2 separate regions of the Macaca mulatta genome follow, and region 2 is linked to region 1. A link is a contact called in public Hi-C data. All regions are on one chromosome and are shown on one strand. The core of a region is the stretch at or near the end of the contact, and the rest is flanking DNA. Distances in the headings are between cores, read along the strand shown.

Region 1 (4,604 bases), core at 310-2,809:
AGGCTGAGGTGGGAGGATTGCTTGAACCCGGGAGTTTGAGGCTGTAGGAAGCTGTGATCACGCCACCTTGCTCAGCCTGGGTGAAAGAGTGAGATCCTGTATCAAAAAAATAAAATAAAATAAAAATATAACTAGAGCACGCAGCATCATCACTATGTTACAGAAGGGAAAATGAGGAACAGAACGTTAACACCAAAGTCAGAAAGTTTTAAAGGCGTGGTCTCCATGCTTCTGCTTTGCCACTGCAAGACCACAGTGAATTAAGTCTCATCCCTGCCTGGGTTACATAAAGGTACAGTCAGAGCCTGAGATACAATTTAGCTGGACTCCAGTCTACATGTAAGTAACTCCAAATCTGATGTAAGTTCAAGTTTTGGGACTGTTCCTTAACTTTTTTTTTTTTTTTTTTTTTTGAGACACAGTCTGGCTCTGGAGTGCAGTAGCATGATCTCAGCTCACTGCAAGCTCCGCCTCCCAGGTTCATGCCATTCTCCTGCCTCAGCCTCCCAAGAAGCTGGGACTCCTGGCGTCCACCACCACGGCCGGCTAATTTTTTGTATTTTTTAGTAGAGACGGGGTTTCACTGTGTTAGCCAGGATGGTCTCGATCTCCTGACCTCGTGATCCACCCGCCTCGGCCTCCCAAAGTGCTGGGATTACAGGCGTGAGCCACCGCACCCGGCCTTTTTTTTTTTTTTTTTTTTTTTTTTTTTTTGAGATGGAGTCTCCCTCTGTCGCCCAAAGTGGAGTGCAGTGACACGATCTTGGCTCACTGCAACCTCCGCCTCCCGGGTTCAAGCAATTCTCCAGCCTCGGCCTCCCGAGTAGCTGGAACTATAGGCACCTGCCATCATGCCTGGCTAATTTTTGTAGTTTTAGTAGAGACGGGGTTTCGCCATACTGGTCAGGCTGGTCTCGAACTCCTCCTGACTTCAGGTGATCCACCCGCCTCGGCGTCCCAAAATGCTGGGATTACAGGTGTGAGCCACGGCGCCTGGCCTTTTTTTTTTTTTTTTTTTTGAGACAGGGTCTCACTTTGTTGTCCAGACTGGAGTGTAGTGGCGCTATTTCGGCTTACCGTAACCTCAGCCTCCCAGGCTCAAGCGATTCTCCCGCCTCAGCCTCTCGAATAGCTAGGATTACAGGCGCGCGCCACTACCGCCTGGCTATTTTTTGCATTTTTGGTAAAGACGGGGGTTTCACCATGTCGGCCAGGCTGTTCTTGAACTCCTGACCTCAAATGATCCACCCGCAATGATCTCCTGACCTTGTAATCTGCCCGCCTCGGCCTCCCAAAGTGCTGGGATTACAGGCGTGAGCCACCGCGCCAGGCCTATCCCTTAAAATAGTTTTTAATTTGAATAAGGTTTACTGTGAATAAATAAATCGCGGTCTGCTTGAGCCCAAGACCACAGACATTCCTGGTGCCCGTTTTCGTGCTCTCCCAGCTTGCGCCACTGTGGCCCTGGCCCTTTAAGGCTGCGCGCGAGGCCCCGCCTCGCCCGGCGCCCCGCCCCTCCCGCTGGATCCCGCAGCCGCGGCTCTTCCCGACGCGCCCCGCCTTCCCCAGCTGTGCACTCTCAGTCCAGCTGTGCGCTCTCGTCGGGAGTCCCAGCCATGTCAGCCGAGAGAGAGGTAACCGAGGCGGCCACTGTGGTGGCGGCCGCCGAGGCAGGGGCCGGGGAAGACGCCTCTTCGCCGCCTGCGAAAACCGAGAGAATGAGCGACCCCCAGCAGCCCGCGGCCTCGGAAGTGGCCGCCGCCGCCGCCTCGCCGCCGCCGCTGCGCTGCCTGGTGCTCACTGGCTTTGGAGGCTACGACAAGGTGAAGCTGCAGAGCCGGCCGGCCGCGCCTCCGGCCCCTGGGCCCGGCCAGCTGACGCTGCGCGTGCGGGCCTGCGGGCTCAACTTCGCAGACCTCATGGCCAGGCAGGGGCTGTACGACAGGCTCCCGCCGCTGCCTGTCACTCCAGGCATGGAGGGCGCGGGCGTCGTGATCGCAGTGGGCGAGGGTGTCAGCGACCGCAAGGTGAGCGGGTTGCGTAGGGCAGGGCAGGGCTGCGCAGGCCACGGGGCAGTGGGGCACGAGTGGGCGGGCGCCGGGGGTGTGGCAGGGCAGGAGAAACTGGCGCGGACCTGGGTGCACAAGCGTGGAAAGCGTAGCAAAGAAACTTGTGTTTTGGGGCTCCTGGAGAACGGCATTTATGTGGGGAGGGGAGGCGGAATTATCGCCCCTTCCCCAACCTTTTTTAGTTGCGGCCGCCGCCCAGAAGCTGTGCTGGTAGGGGGGGAACAATAAGGCGCCCATGCGCATGCGCACAACGACACCACCGTCCCCACCCACCCCCGCCCCCCCGTTAAAACCACACCTGTACCCCTGCCCACCAAACACTCTCTGGGTAATTGTGGTCTGTGACTGTGAGTGACGGTTAGTACCCCCTTTTCCCGAGGGAGCTTGAGGGGCTATGTCGCCGGGGTTGGGCGGGGGCACAGCGGCCGTGCCAGAGTCCTGGTCACATGCAGCCCCGTGGTCTGTGGGGGTGTGAGGCGGCCCCTCCCAAAGCAAGGCAAGGCCAAGGAGACGAGACACGCCCGTGACGGAGAAGAGAGAGCCTTGCTCCCCCACCGCCACCAGACTTACACCGCCGATCTGGTTTTGGGGTGGGGGAGGCGGGATTGGGTCACCCGATCTTTGTCTTGGGCTCTGTGTCTCCCGTGACTGCAGTATCTCCTCCTTCTGTGACTCAGACATCGGGCCACGACCCGGGGCTGCCCTTCGGAACGCCTGGGGCGGGGCGTGTAGGGGGTACCCACCTCTGCCTTCCTCCTGCAGAGGACCCCCACTTCAGAAACCCCGGTGCCAGGGGTTTGGACTGGAACGGAGAGGTGTGGCGCCTTGAACTGGTTGGCCAAGTCTGCAGGCCTGTTTCTCCTCATTTATCATTAATCTCGGCCACAACCCTGGACACCGGAGAGCTCAAAATGATCAGCTTTTTGAGAGTCCTGGGATGAGGCCTCAGCACTCCATTTGTTTAGGGGTTCCTTTTTCTTTCTTTTTCTTTTTCTTTTCTTTTTTTTTTAGACGGAGTTTCGCTCTTGTTGCCATTCCACTTGTTGAGTGCAATGGCGCGATCTCGGCAACCTCTGCCTCCCGGGTTCAAGCGATTCTTCTGCCTTAGCCTCCCGAGTAGCTGGGATTACAGGCATGTGCCACCGCGCCTGGCTAATTTTGTATTTTTAGTAGAGATGGGTTTCTCCATGTTGGTCAGGATGGTCTCGAACTCCCGACCTCAGGTGATCTCCCCACCTTGGCCTCCCGAAGTGCTGGGGTTACAGACATGAGCCACCGCGCCTGGCCAGGGGTTTCTTTTTAAATCAGACCCCTCAGAAAGAGGCCCCTCAGATGTAGCCTCTTGCAGACCTGCCAGCCCCGGATTCCGGAGCCAGGTTTGTTGAATTCGGGAGCCAGGTTTGTTGGATTCGGGAGCCAGGTTTGTTGGATTCATCGAGTATGCAAACAGCTTCTCCTTAAAGGCTTTCCTCTGAATTCAGCTCTGGCCCCACCCTCAAACTGACTTCTAAATGATCCCACTCTTGAGCAGGCGCTAAGGGGAATATTTTCAGGGGGTAGTTGTAGTTCATGTCACTGCTGAAGGCCACCCACCTCACCTCCCCCCACACACTTTCCGCCTGGTAAATACAGGATATCCTGTCCAGGGCAAGAATCTGATGTAAGAGCCTGGATTCTGCTGGGAGGGCCCTTCCCTGTCTCTCTCCCTCCTCCTCCCTCCTGGTGTCTGGGCTGGGGAGGGGTCTTGGCCCTGATCTGGATGGCCTGAGGGTTAGCATGAGACAGGGTAAGTGAGACTTGTTCTGGGTCAAATCTCGGACTGGCCTTGACCCCAAATGACCAAGGCACTCCTCCCAGCTCTCCTGGGTTGTTCTGTATCTGCTAGTCTTGAGTCCCTGGGTGGAGGGCTTCCGTTCTCATTCTCCAGACCTCATCTCAGGCCAGAACTTGGAAGGAAAGACCCCAGCATGTCCTCAGTTCTCCTCTTCAGTGGACTGTGGGAGCATGAGGACATGAAAAAGGGTGTAAGTGGGAGTCCCATCCCCCTTCCCCATGGACCCTAACTCTTGTTAATATACAGAATTCCCATCATTCCTGGCAGGGATCAAGACAGACCCGGATTGTCCCAGAACAGCACCCACACCTCCCTCTTCATGCTCTTCAGAGTGCAGAGAGGTCTTTTCTCCTGACGCTCCCTCCTTTGCCCTGCCCTTCCCTTGACCCCACTTGCTAAGCTGGAGAGAAAGGTTCTGTTTTTTGTTTTTTTTTTTTTTTAATCTTTTTTTTTTTTTTTTTTTTTGAAACGGAGTCTCGCTCTGTCACCCAGGCTGGAGTGCAGTGGCCGGATCTCAGCTCACTGCAAGCTCCGCCTCCCGGGTTTACACCATTCTCCTGCCTCAGCCTCCCGAGTAGTTGGGACTACAGGCGCCCACCACCACGCCCTGCTAGTTTTTTGTATTTTTTAGTAGAGACGGGGTTTCACTGTGTTAGCCAGGATGGTCTCGATCTCCTGACCTCGTGATCCGCCCATCTTGG
Region 2 (4,461 bases), core at 652-3,151, 110 kb before region 1:
GGCCTAGTTTTTCCTTTCAAGATACGAAAACATAACAACACTCCAATCCATAACTGTTGACGTGTATAAGCGCGTGGAGGTCTCCAATCTATCCGCTGGATTTCCGTGAGAATTGTGCCCGCTTCGCTATTGGATGTTTCTCTCCATAAGACTACACTTTCCACAAGGAACACTGTGGCAACGACCTTTCATTCCGCAGCGAATGCTGGAAATAGTTCTTTCCGTCCACCCCCCCCCCAACAATCCTTATTTCTTATATTTACCTAAACTAGAGACCTCCATTAGGGCGGAAAGAGTGGGGGAATGGGACCTCTTTTTACGACTGCTTTGGACACTAGGTAGCGATTCTGACTCTCGTATAGCAATTACTGTGACGTAATAAGCCGCAACTGGACGCGTAGAGGCCAGAGGGCCGGCACTTTAGGGCAAACTAGGGTAGAATTCTTCCTCTCCCGTCTCTTTCGTTTTACGTTATCTGGGGGCAGACTGGGTGGCCAATCCAGAGGCCCGAGAGAGACTTGGCTCCTTCTGTCCCGCCCTTCCTCTGATTGTGCCTTGATTTCGTATTCTGAGCAGCTGTTGCTTAGCGGTAGCCAGCTGGTTTCCGTGGCAACGGAAAAGCGCGGGAATTACAGATAAATTAAAACTGCGACTGCGCGGCGTGGGCTCGCTGAGACTTTCTGGACGGGGAACAGGCCGTGGGGTTTCTCAGATAACTGGGCCCCTGGGCCCCAGAGGCCTGCACCCTCTGCTCTGGGTAAAGGTAGTAGAGTCCCGGGTCCAAGTGATGCTTTGGGGGACTGGCGTGGGAGAGAGAGTGGGTATTCTTTTGGGGGGGGAGCGGTGGCGGAAGCTGAGAGGCGTAAGGAGTTGTGAACCCTGGGGAAGGGGCAGTTTGTAGGTCGCGAGGGAAGCTCTGAGGATCAGGAAGGGGGCACGGTGTGTCCGAGGGGGAATCATCGTGATAGGAACTGAAATATGCCTTGAGGGGGACACCACGTCTATAAAAACATCGGCTGGTCACGAGGTCAGGACTTCCAGACCAGCCTGACCAACATGGTGGAACTCCGTCTCCACTAAAAATACAGAAATTAGCCGGGCGTGGTGGCGCTCCAGCTACTCAGGAGGCTGAGGCAGGAGAATCGCTAGAACCCGGGAGGCGGAGGTAGCAGTGAGCCGAGATCGCGCCATTGCCCTCCAGCCTGGGCGACAGAGCGAGACTCTGTCTCAAAACAACAGACAAAAACACCGGCTGGTATGTATGAGTGGATGGGACCTTGCGGAAGAAGAGATGCCAGGAATACGTCTGGGAAGGGGAAGAGACAGGGTTTTGTGGGAGGGAGAACTTAAGAACTGGATCCAATTGCGCTATTGAGAAAGCGCAAGAGGGAAGTAGAGGAGCGTCAGTAGTAACAGATGCTGCCGGCAGGAATGTGCTTGAGGAGGATCCTGAGATGAGAGCAGGTCACTGGGAAGGTTTAGGGGCGGGGAGGTGCTGATTGGTGTTGGTTTTGTCGTTGATTTTGGTTTTATGCAAGAAAAAGAAAGCAGCCAGAAACATTGGAGAAACCTAAGGTGACCACCACTTACCCGGTCAGTCACTCCTCTGTAGCTTTCTCTTTCTTGGAGAAAGGAAAAGACCCAAGGGCTTGGCAACAATATGTGAAGAATTACAGAATGTATGTTGTTTAATTACAAAGAGCCACTTCTAGAACCTTTAAAAAAATAAAGGATTTTGTCATTAGCTCTATGGTTTGTATTCTAAAACCTTCAAAATCTTAAATTTACCTTATTGTAAAATGATAAAATGAAGTTGTCATTTTATAAACCTTTTTTCAAACTATATATATGTATATATATATTTTTTCTAATGTGTTTAAGTTCATTGGAACAGAAAGAAATGGATTTATCTGCTGTTCGCGTTGAAGAAGTACAAAATGTCATTAATGCTATGCAGAAAATCTTAGAGTGTCCAATCTGGTAAGTCAGCACAAGAGGGTATTAATTTGGGATTTCTGTATGATTATCTGCTATGCAAATGAACAGAATTGACCTTACATAGTAGGGAGGAAAACACATGTCTAGTAAGATTAGGCTATTGTAATTGCTGATTTTCTTAACTGAAGAACTTTAAAAATATAGAAAATGATTCCTTGTTCTCCATCCACTCTGGCTCTCCCACTCCTCTCCTGTTCAACACAAAGCCTGTGGTCCGGGAAAGACAGGGACTCTCTCTTGATTGGTTCTGCACTGGGGCAGGAATCGAGTTTAGATTAACTGGCATTTTGGCTTTTCTTCCAGCTCTAAAACCAGCTCCATCACTTGAAATGGCGAAATAAAATCATGGATGAGGCCAGGGACGGTGGCTTAACGTTTGTAATCCCAGCACTTTGGGAGGCCAGGGTGGGAGATCACAAGGTCAGGAGATAGACACTGGCCTAGCCAACATGGTGAAACCCCCTCTCCACTAAAAATACAAAAATTAGCTGGGCATAGCGGCGCGGGCCTGTAATTCCAGCTACTCAGGAGGCTGAGGCAGGAGAATCACTTGAACCGGGAGGCAGATGTTGCAGTGAGCCAGTATCACACCACTGAACTCCAGCAACAGAGCTAAACTCCATCTAAAAAAAAAAGAGATCATGGATGATTGGTGTCCTTAAGGGGATAAGTATTTGGAAGAACCTTTGTCTGAAACTGGCTCTGTACATACAATGAAATTACATACTCATTTACATACAATGAAATGCAGAGGTTTTTTTTATACAGGATTTGTGTCAAGAAGCTGGAGTGCAGTGGTGCTATCACAGCTCACTGCAGCCTCAACCTTGTCAGGCTCAAGCAATCCTCCTGCCTCAGCTTCCAGAGTAGCAGGGACTATAGGTGCACACTACCATGCCCAGCTAATTTTTTTTTTTTTTTTTTGGTAGAGATAGGGTTTTGCCATGTTGGCCATGCTGGTCTCAAACTCCTGACCTCAAGTGAGGCCTTGGCCTCTCAAAGTGTTGGGATTACAGGCGTGAGCCATTGCACCCAGCCATGGTCTGAAAATCTTGATTGAAATACCACCTTTTCATTTCCAGACACTGCTGTTTAAAATTACAACTCCCCCAACACACACTTTATCCTCCATTCCTGCTGCTTCTCCATAACACTTATGATTAGCTGACATTCTATGTAATGTATCCATCCTTTAGTCCCATAGAATGTAAACTCCAGGACGGAGAGATTTTTGTTTTGTTTTCGTACATCTGTATATTCAGTAGTTAGAACGGTACTTGGGACCTAGTTGCCACTCAATAAACATTTGTCAAATACATTAAATAATAAACTAAACTAAATTAGTTCTTTAATTTTTTAAAATATGGTGATGGTTAGTAGTGAGTAACATTCAAAAAATAAGTTGAAAAATTGTACTTATTGCCTCTTACCCACAATAAAAAAGGGTAAATTCAAGGAAATTTTCTTTCGTGCTTTATGAAAGTTGTTTTTCATATTTGAAGTCAAGTTAATCAGATTAAGGAAAATGCAAGTTGTGTTTTCAGAGAGATAACAAGATTTATAAATAACCATCCTCTCCCTTGCCCTTCAGCATTTTAGCTAAACAAAAATAAGAGGAAAACAAGATTTACAATTTATCAATTTATTGAAAATCAGAGCCAGAGAAGCAGGAAATGACATTGTAGGAAAAAACTGCTTTTGAAAAAGCACAAAACTTACTCATGACAATCAGAGTGATCAAAAAAATCCTCAATAGTGTGGCATTTGGATCCCTTTCTCTTTACATTTCCATGGAACAGAGTCATAAAAATAGGATGTTCTTTCTCATTCTGGCAAATTAAACCATCAATTAAAAACTCAGATACATAAAAATTAAAAATGTAAGAATGAAAATGCTAAATTTTTATTTTCAGTCAACTCTTATATGTTTTCTAGCTTTTCATTGCTTTTTTCCTGTTTCCTGTTAGATTAGTTTTTTTTGTTTTTTTTTTGAGGTGGAGTCTCGTTCTGTTGCCCAGGCTGGAGTGCGTGCAATGGTGTGATCTCAGCTCACTGCAGCCTCCACCTCCCAGGTATCAGCGATTGTCCTGCCTCAGCCTGCCAAGTAGCTGCGACTACAGGCGGGCGCCACCACACCCAGATAATTTTTGTATTTTTAGTGGATACGGGGTTTCACGATGTTAGCCAGGGTGGTCTCAGTTTCCTGATCTCGTGATCCGCCTGCCTTGGCCCCCCAAAATGGTGGGATTACAGGCATGATCCACCACCCTGCCTAATTTTTTTTTTTTTTTTTGAGACGAAGTTTCGCTCTTGTTGCCCAGACTGGAGTGCAATGGTGGGATCTCAGCTCACCACAACCTCTACCTCCCCGGTTCAAGCGATTCTCCTGCCTCAGCCTCCGGAGTAGCTGGGATTGCAGACATGTGCCATCACGCCAGCTAATTTTGTATTTTATAGTAGAGA

Evidence for each region. Hi-C and Micro-C count contacts between places; a contact is called where the count stands out from the background.
Region 2: a contact with region 1 is called in a Hi-C map of liver, with 3 times the contacts expected there. The contact joins the promoter of BRCA1 here to the promoter of VAT1 in region 1. A contact is called at or near these places in 3 of 14 Hi-C or Micro-C datasets (fetal cortex germinal zone, fetal cortical plate and liver).

What each region holds. Positions count from the first base shown.
Region 1 is chr16:67,380,691-67,385,294 of T2T-MMU8v2.0, reverse strand. It overlaps VAT1 (vesicle amine transport 1), which reads left to right and starts at 1,559. Exons shown (of 6, transcript XM_077971895.1): 1 at 1,559-1,823. The coding sequence starts at 1,617.
Region 2 is chr16:67,489,736-67,494,196 of T2T-MMU8v2.0, reverse strand. BRCA1 (BRCA1 DNA repair associated) reads left to right here and starts at 1,901. Exons shown (of 22, transcript NM_001114949.1): 1 at 1,901-1,980. The coding sequence starts at 1,901.